Linked DNA regions of Mus musculus: regions 1 and 3 are each linked to region 2. Evidence: chromatin contacts called from public Hi-C and Micro-C data. All regions are on one chromosome and are shown on one strand. Each heading gives the region's core, a stretch centred on a gene start, on an enhancer-like site or on the middle of the called end of the contact. The rest is flanking DNA. Distances are from core to core; before and after follow the strand shown. Region 1 holds the start of Mapk8 (mitogen-activated protein kinase 8). Region 2 holds the start of Arhgap22 (Rho GTPase activating protein 22). Region 3 overlaps Arhgap22 (Rho GTPase activating protein 22).

The links. Hi-C and Micro-C count contacts between places; a contact is called where the count stands out from the background.
Region 1: a contact with region 2 is called in a Micro-C map of embryonic stem cells, with 2.3 times the contacts expected there. The contact joins the promoter of Mapk8 here to the promoter of Arhgap22 in region 2. A contact is called at or near these places in 1 of 39 promoter capture datasets (macrophages), 4 of 484 Hi-C or Micro-C datasets (embryonic stem cells, hematopoietic stem and progenitor cells and muscle stem cells) and 2 of 9 other capture datasets (adipose tissue and liver).
Region 3: a contact with region 2 is called in a Hi-C map of muscle stem cells, with 4 times the contacts expected there. The contact joins the enhancer-like site here to the promoter of Arhgap22 in region 2. A contact is called at or near these places in 20 of 39 promoter capture datasets (the 3T3-L1 cell line, the C10 cell line, the HPC-7 cell line and 12 more), 3 of 15 datasets of contacts at CTCF or cohesin (the NIH/3T3 cell line and large pre-B cells), 46 of 484 Hi-C or Micro-C datasets (the 3T3-L1 cell line, 3T3-L1-derived adipocytes, the AML12 cell line and 34 more), 16 of 115 datasets of contacts at active chromatin or transcription factors (SST interneurons, bone marrow-derived dendritic cells, bone marrow-derived macrophages and 6 more) and 5 of 9 other capture datasets (adipose tissue, embryonic stem cells, liver and 2 more).

Annotation. Positions count from the first base shown.
Region 1 is chr14:33,445,598-33,448,492 of GRCm38.p6, reverse strand. It overlaps Mapk8 (mitogen-activated protein kinase 8), which reads left to right and starts at 1,335. Exons shown (of 12, transcript NM_001310454.1): 1 at 1,335-1,478.
Region 2 is chr14:33,215,553-33,218,421 of GRCm38.p6, reverse strand. Arhgap22 (Rho GTPase activating protein 22) reads right to left here and starts at 1,599. Exons shown (of 11, transcript NM_153800.4): 1 at 1,577-1,599; 2 at 1,311-1,470. The coding sequence starts at 1,362.
Region 3 is chr14:33,353,948-33,356,878 of GRCm38.p6, reverse strand. The region is part of intron 5 of Arhgap22 (Rho GTPase activating protein 22); the gene reads right to left. Among named protein-coding and RNA genes, the nearest start is that of Mapk8, 92 kb to the left of the region's middle. Within about 2 kb of position 1,403, at least 19 of the 459 cell types and tissues checked have an H3K27ac peak or open chromatin away from gene starts, as enhancers often do. A contact at or near this core is called in 3T3-L1-derived adipocytes, the C2C12 cell line, the HL-1 cell line and 2 more, where this site is marked.

The DNA of each region.
Region 1 (2,895 bases), core at 86-2,585, 230 kb before region 2:
AGAGCTGGCCTGTCTTCAGTTTTCCCAGTCTACCCCGTTCTGGAACTCCTTGTTCGCACATCAAGTTAACTCGGACATAATCCCTGGTCAAACCTGTTCTCAAATTAGGAGGCAGCTCCTTAGAGAAGGCTTTCCTGGCCTTATTAATACATTGGTTCCTTTCATAGTTGGATGTGTCCTTAATTTGCATTTTAGTGTCGATTTGATTTGGTGTATAGTTTATTATCTTGATACCACAAGAATTCTCTATAAGTTCTACTTATTGCTAGTGCTAGTACACTGCCTTTAAGAGAATAGGCAAGCAATAAAATATTTACTGGAGAAATAAGAAATTAAAATTAAAAAATTGCTGAGAGATAAAATGGGGGGAGAATAAATGAATGAGTGCTCACATTTGCTTCATGATAGCATCCCTGGAGAAAGACCATTTTAACATGTAATGGGAACAGTCTACCTGAATTTACTCAATACATATTTGTATATTTTGGAAATCACAGTATACTACACAGGTGTAAGAGAGACTGCCCTTTATTTCCTACTGTCAAAGCAATTGTCATACTTTTTTTCCAAGTTTAATATACTGTGCATGTAATATATTTTATATAAACGTAGAATCATTCTATATGTATGTGTTGCTTCTTTCTCTTAGTGATATTCTCCGTTGTTGGCGAGAATGCCTTTGAACTCTTTAAAGTGCTAAATATATTTTGCCTCATGAATGATAGTGATTTAAATACCTTTCCATCCATTGTCGAGGCTCGTCAGTTTATCCGTGAATAGTTAATATTTGCGAGAGCCGCAAGGACTTGCAGGTAAATCAGGTAAGGCAAAAAATCTGGAGCAGGAGGGTTTGGGGGGTAAAAGGAGGTAACTTCTTCCAGGGAGCTAGAGAACATCTACTCCTTGGTGGGTGGTAGGCCCTTGAAGAGTATCTGTCAAACCAGGACTCTCCGTGGTTCAGGTGTGTGCCCTGGCACGCGTGCCTGACCTTCAAACACTAACCCCTCCTCCCCGCGAGGCTAGCAACCATGCAGGCTTAAGCTATGACTGGTGTTTCGCCGCCACGCGCCGCCACGTGCCATCGCAGACCCGCCCCCTGCTGCTCCCGGCCCCGCCCCTCACACGCGGCCGCCCAGACGCTGCTCGCGGCCCCGCCCTCAGGGGAAAACCTCCGCTACTGCAGCCCGCCCCCCAGTGTAGCCACGCCCAAGTCGCGGGGCCACGCCCTCGTAATCCGGGCCCCCGGGGCTGGCCCGCCCCTAGGCCGCTCGCCGGCGCGGAGGCGGGGCCCTGCGCGATGACGTGGGCGGGCGTGCGCGTTGACGGCCCGCGTCTCTGTTAGTCAGCGGAGCGGCCGAGGCCGGACGTTGCGGCCGAAACGCGGAGCCGCGAACAGGATTGAGTAGCGGCCGCGGCCACCGCAGGACGGCGCCGTTCTCCGCTACGGGCTTCCAGGTCGCCGTTGGCTGCACTGCCGGGTGAGTGCGCGGGCGCCGCGGCTCGGGCGGCCGCCGCTTTTCCCCGGCCGTGACCCCCTCCCGGGAACGCGCGCGGGGCGGGGGCGGCGCGGGAACAATAGCGCGGGCGGCGGGGGCAGCGGGGGGCGTGGTCCACTCCGCGCGACCTGGCTTCACCGCTCCGGCCGGCTTCCACGTCGCGCGGGGGGAAATGGAGCGGGTGGGCGGCAAGTTCGGAGGTGCTCCCGCGGAGGTCGGGCCGACGCGACCGTGCATACGTCTCCCGCACCCACGGGGAGCGTGTTTTGACTGTGGGCGGTTTCTTTGTGCGGACGTGAGTGCCGCGACGCCGAGAAGAGCCGGGTGGCCGCGAGCGCGCCGGCCTGCGGGCCGCGCCTTGAGAGGGGCGCCTGCCGCTGACCTTTTGACTTTCCCCCGCCGCTGTCCCTTTGTCTTGCGCTTGGGTTCCTAGTCCAGACAAGGTAGAACCAAGTCCATTGTAAAGTACCGTAAGGAACGCATTACATTGTTATTCCCGAAAGTTTCCCATCCCACCGGGAATTTAATATCATGTTGACTGCACAGTGTCCGGTAGTTTCTATTTTTACTTCTGAAATTAAGTGATCTTTTCAGTAGAATTCTGGTCTGCCGGTCTATTGTGTTTTGAGATCAGCTTCCACCAAGTACCTGGTCAGTTAGAACATGTTTATTTCATTCATTCATTTGGCAACAGTTAGTGCTGTATCCAGGTGGAGAAGATGTGAAGGCCAAGAGAAAGACCCTTAAAAATTAGGGTAGTATGGAACAGAATAGATGTGCCTTTAAATGAGACGATTATGTAAGGGATGTATGTTAAGTAAGGTATTTGGCTCATTTGACTGGAACTTCCAAGGATAGTGTTAGGAAGAATATCCAGGTTTGGCTTAAATATACTACCTTTATTCTTAAATCCCACCCCCCCCTTGTCAATTTTCGTATCATTGGTAATGGTTACTTCAGTTCTCTTATTGAGGCTGTTAAACTTGGAAGGTTTACTTCTGTGTCTGACGAAGTAATCAAAATGGTACTTAGAGGCCTATTTTGCATCATTTCCCCATCACCAAGCATGGAAGTCATACTCATTGGGTTGATTGAAAGACTTTTATAGACAAAAATTTAAAATAAAGCCTTAAATTCTCCACGAAGTTTCAGATGTGTCACATACCACTCTCAGTTGGCTAGATCATAAATTAATAGAGGATGTTACCTGTTAAAGACCACCAAAGGGTTTGGAATCACTTTTTCACTTCTAGGTTAACTATTCCTGATTTTTTTCTATATAGTTAATAAAATAGAGGATTATGGCTTGTGTGTATAGTCATAAAAAGTTGAGTAGCCATACTTAAAAGTCAGAGATGCTCCAAACTCTCCAAATGAAACACTTACAGTGTCTTGTAGA
Region 2 (2,869 bases), core at 350-2,849:
TCCCCAGACTGGAGCGTCTACCTAGACTCTAGCCCAGGTCTCAGAGCCCAGACCTGGCTTCCAGCTCACGCAACCCTGCCTTTGTGGAAGAAGAAACTTTCTCCTCACCTAACACATGCCTGCTCAGGACGACAGAGGCACAGCAGGAGTCTGAGCCCTGTGGCTCTGTTCACTTTTTCCTAGTGCTGGCAGAGACATAAACATGTGCAGGAGCCTGCGTTCCACCTAAGGCTGGCTAAACAGAAGTCTCCAGAGGAAGTTGGCAAGCTTGAGGAGGACTGGGGCCCAGAGGACGTTACTGATGGCATCTATTTCTGGAATCCAGCACTCAGGTCTAACCTACCAAAGACACCACCCAGCTACAAACACAACCAGCTCCTTCCTGCCTGAGGTCCATCCTGTGCACACACATTTAAGTCGGGCAGCTCCAGCAGGGTCTACCACCTCTATGACACAGCACCTGCAAGACCCAGCACCTGCAAGACCCAGCACCTGCAAGACCCAGCACCCGTATGATGCAGCACCTGCAAGGCTCAGCACCCGCAAGACCCAGCACCTGTATGATGCAGCACCTGCAAGACCCAGCACCTGTATGATGCAGCACCTGCAAGACCCAGCACCTGCAAGACCCAGCACCTGTATGATGCAGCACCTGCAAGACCCAGCACCTGCAAGACCCAGCACCTGCAAGACCCAGCACCTGCAAGACCCAGCACCTGTATGACCTTGCACCTTCAGGATCTACACCTGTGTGACCTGGCACCTACACGATTCAGTTCTTGAGGGGCCCAGCATCTTCAGGGAATACCAGACCATCATCTGTCAGTGACTCGAACAGACACTAGTCCCACTGTGACTAGCTGCTGCCTTCCCAGAGCTTCCCGGAGCTATTCAATCATCCTCTCTGCATCTTTCAGTTCACTACCAGGCTGGGTGGCTTCCTGGCACAGACAGAGGAGCCTTGGGATGCCCAGTTCTCCCTGTGGAAGCTCTATCCAGTGTCCAAGCAGTCTGTGGTCATGGTGATCCTCATGGCCGTCAACTGTCATTAGAGTCCCCAGCCATTGGAACCCAGGACCCTTGACACTGGAGCCTGATTTCCAGGCTCACAGAGAGCAGATGCTGGGTCATGGCTGAGTGCTGGCTAACCAACTTGTGCTGAGAGCTGAAGGAAGATTGAGTCCCCACTTCATGGTGCCCACAGCCCGCAAGACCAACGAGGCTCCTTCAGTGTCACCGAGCGACCCCACCCTTAAGCACGAAGTCAAGCACACAGGCAGCCATTCCCCACCATAGAGCCAAATCCTTACTGAAGTATCTGGCAGCGAAGGTTCTTCTTTTGCTGGAAGCCGTCGGCAGCATTGCTAGGCTGGCAGTGTGCAGATTTCTCCTGTGTCTTCTCTGGAAGGCAGCAGCCACATCCTCAGGCAGACAAGCTAATTCCCAGTTTCAGTAGCAGGCGATCAGCATCTATAGTAGAGAAATATATTTAGAACGCTCTTTCCAGGCATTTGCCTGGATTTCAAACACGAACAAAGCCTGCTGTGAGGGACAAGTTTCTCTGTGGAGCATGTACCTTGGGGATCTGAGAGCAGACTTGGGGAAGTCAGAGTATCAGTTCCTCAAATCTGTAAAATGGGACCAGCAGTGACAACTGCGTCTCAGAGGGAGAAGATGCCAGATTCATCAGCGGAAGCAAGGGCTCGGTGAGCCAAGGGCTCTAGCTACTAGATTTGATATTTTTCGCCCCCAAGGGAACAACATGGAGCTAAGTAAGGGACCGTGCAAATTGCTCTGAGCATGCTGGCTGGTTCCTGGCTCACACTTTGGCTTGTGGTCCAAGTGCTGGGGTAGACCCCAGGAAAGCTCTGTCACATCCTTAGGGTACCACTTCTCCATTCTATTTTTGGAAATGTGTCATCATTACATCATTTACAGTTGTGGAAAATGGGTACAAACGAACAAACAAATAGACAAAGCTTGCTTATAACTAGCCAAGTGGTATTTCTGCCGCCGTGAACATCATTCACACAGCAGCAGTCCTAGCGACCTAAAATAAAGCCAGGCTCTGAGATGGCAGGCACACTGTCACCTGTCTTTAGGACATATGATACCATTTGCAGATGGAGCCCAGAATGCTCTTCCCCTACCTACCCTGTCTCCAGTGTGCTAGTCTCTACAAGCTGAGCTTGTATGAAGCCTGAAGTTACCGGTAGATCCTTCCAACCTGGGCAGGAGGAGGCAGAAGGAGGCAGGAGGAGGAGGAGATAGAGATGCGGGCTGAAATCGGTCCATCACTGCCACAGAGAACAGAAGCTTGGGGCTATGGACTAGTGCCTGGTATTCTGTGGGTCCTGCTGGGGCAAAATGCTTCTGGTTCACACTTTAGCATGTGGGTATAGTTCCTGTCACTGACTGGTCCCCAGGGAGTGATGGGACAGCACCTGGAATGGAGAAGGCAGACTGCCTTTGGAATAGCAGAGAGAATGAAGCGGTCACTAAGCCCTAAATCTTCAAGGGCCTAAGCCCAAGATATTGGCATGACCTGGGACCCAGGAGCACAGATGGCCTTGAACACACAGCTGAGCTGGGAGTCTCCAGGGAAGTGATGGAGCTGGAGCCAGGAAATGAGGACCCTGGAGTTGGTACAGACCTCAGAGACCCTGAGGGATTTGGGAGTGACACCTTCAGTCTCTCCTGGAAGAGTGCACAGTTTGGAAGCATAGGTGGACGGGGGTAAGGCTCTGAGGGTGGGGGCACCCCACACCCACTGTAGCAAGCCTTAAGAATGAATGCTCTGGGTTCACACTGTAGGTCCAGTCCCTAGCAGGACACAAAGCCAGGTAGGCGTGTAGTATGCCTGTAAACC
Region 3 (2,931 bases), core at 154-2,653, 140 kb before region 2:
TAGAGCGAGTTGTGTTAAGGACTATAGTTTTGTGGGAACTGGGTCATGGTGCAGCCAAGTGAGGAATTCAACCATCTCTCTGGTAGCCTACCTCATTCCCTGCTCCAAGCAACTTAAAAATAAGACGCATCCTACAGGATCACCCTTCTTCTCAGCTTCTTTCAGCCTTCCCTTCAACAACAGGGGTCAGCTGCTTCTGTCCATTGGTTGGGTGCAAATATCTGCATCTGACTCTTTCAGCTGCTTTTTGGGTCTTTCGGAAGCAGTCATGATAGATCCCTTTTGGTGAGCGCTCCATAGCCTCAGTAATACTGTCAGGCCTTGGGGCCTCCCCTTGAGCTGGATCCCACTTTGGGCCTCTCACTGGACCTTCTTTTCCTCAGGCTCCTGTCCATTTCCATCCTTGTAATCTTTCATACAGGAACGATTATGGATCAGAGATGTGACTATGGGATGCCCCCTTCCTCATTTGATATTCTATCTTCCTGCTGGAAGTGGGCTCTATAAGTTCCCTCTCCCTATAGTTGAGCATTTTATCTAAGATCCCTCCCTTTGAGTCTTGAGAGTCTCTCACCTCCCAGGTCTCTGGTACATTCTGGAGCCCCACCCCCACCTCCTTTTTCCTGAGGTTGCCTGTTTCCATTCTTTCTGCTGGCTCTCAGGGCTTCAGTCCTTTTCCCTCATCCAATACCACATCTCTCAAACACTGGACCACCAAACAGACAGAATACACAAGCAGATATGAGGCCCCCAACACACATACAGTAGAGGACTTTCTGTTCATTCAGAGATGATGCACCTAACCCTCAAGAGACTGGAGGCCCCAAGGAGTTCAGAGGTCAGGTGGGGTGAGAGGTGGGGGGCATCCATGTGGAGAGAGGGAGGTGGGAAGGAGATGTGGGATGTGGAGAAGTCAGGGGGTGAATGGGGGTGGAGAATGGAATATGGAGTGCATGATCTGGAAATTAAGCATATAGATCAGGGAAGAAAGCCTAGGACACATCAGGTGAATACCATCAGTGCCTTAAGAAAAGGTGTATGTGCTTGTATGTGCCATACACACACACACACTTTAAGCTTTTGTTTGTACATGTAATCATGTGAGCATGTCAGCTTGTGTGTGCATGTGGCAGGGACCTAGTCCAGCCCATTCAGTGTGGCTCCTGGAACAGCAAACATCCCAGCTGTTCAGCCGTCATTGTCCACATCGGAATGGAGGCGGAGGGACCCATGAGGCAGCAGGTCCCATGGACATCTGGGTCACGGCAGAGGAAGCAATACTGGTCAAGAGGGAAACCTGCCTCTTCTGGGCCTTGGCAGGTTAGTCCTCTAAGCCAGGGGAAGGCACTAAGCCTGAAGCCCAGGGACAAGCTGGCTACTTGGGCAGCTCCACGCAGGGCTGACTCAGGAGGCCTTGAGTCACCTCAAATAGTGTCCCAGCCTTTGGGGTTAGAGCTGGCTGGGCTCAGAGCACAGAGATTCAGCTATTTTTCTCTCACTCAGAACTCAGTCACCCACATGCAGGGCCTCAAATGCATGAGTCTACCTCCTGTCACGTTGGAAACATTTTTAAATTTTGCTTTTTTTTTCTCCATTTGCCCCTCTTTGTTTTGAGGTGCACGCGCTAGGCAAGCTTTCTAGAACTGAACTACACCCCAGCTCTTGAGTTGCTCTTGAAATAATCCACACTTACGATAGTGACAGGCCTACGTTCCAGAAAGTCAAGAGTGGCAGAGCACTCCGTAGTAGCTGTTTTCCCTTTGACAGAAACTCCCTGCCAATCCTCTGCAGTCCACAGTATTCCTTACTGGCCCCTACCCCACCTAGGCTGCTTCAGGCTTTGGGGCAGTCATTTGCCTCTTCTGCTTTAAGTCTGTGAATAAAGACTTCCCCAGATAACACCAGAGTCTGGCCAAGTGGGGAAGGGGACCTGGCTCACAGGGAAGCCATGGGAAGCCGTGTCTGGTGTAACCAGGAGCACCATTACTTCAAATGAGCAAGGAATAGAACATACAGAGGAAGTGCCCACGAACAAAGTGTCCCCCAGTGGGGCATGGGCTAGCCTGGAATGACCCCTGCCTCCTCCCATCCACTCAGAGAGACCTTCCATTTAGTGAGACTCACTTCCCAACTGTCTCCAGTGTCAGCACACACACACACACACACACACACACACACACACACACACACACGGGGTGGGGGTGGGGCGCAGGGCCTTCTCTCTCCACCACACCTCCACCCCAGAGTCACAGCAGTGGGAAGGCATTGCTTTCTTTGGGGCAGAGGTGGAGGAGTGAGTGTATAGGACAAACACCATGCAGTGTTCTGTCCTAAGTCCCTGCACTCAGCTCCTGGCCTCAGCTCGCAGTGACTGACGGCCACCTTCAGGAAGACATGAAACTCATAAAGCTCAGGGACTCCAACCAGCTTCCTTCTTGCTCCCTGAGCCCTATGCTCAGGATACCTGCCATCTGTCTCTTACTGTGTGCTTGTGCCTGGCCCTGTTCAGGTCCCCTATCCCCTGCCACCCGGAGGCTAACCATGATCCCCGGGGAAACTGCAGACAATACCATCCCCTAAGTAGACCATGATCTAAGTGTATGTATAAACTGAGCACAGGACTGTTCCAAGGTGTGGGTGAGGGGAAGATTTTTACTGTGTATATGAGGGAGAGGAGGGCCAGAGGCGTCTGGAGGAGATCAGAGCAGGAAGAGAGCCCAGCAGACTGGGCCGGGCCATCAGAGGAGACTGGGAGGGGGCGGGGCAGTAAGAAAAAAAGAGTGTGGGCAAAGGAGACCAAGAAAGACAGGCAGGAGCAGAAGATAAAAGAAAAAGCCTAACTGAAGAGCGGGTTGCAAGGAACTGAGAAGCTGCAGAAGGGAAGCCACGAGCTTGAGAAGTTTAGGGTAGGGAGAGGGCTGAGAAGAATCC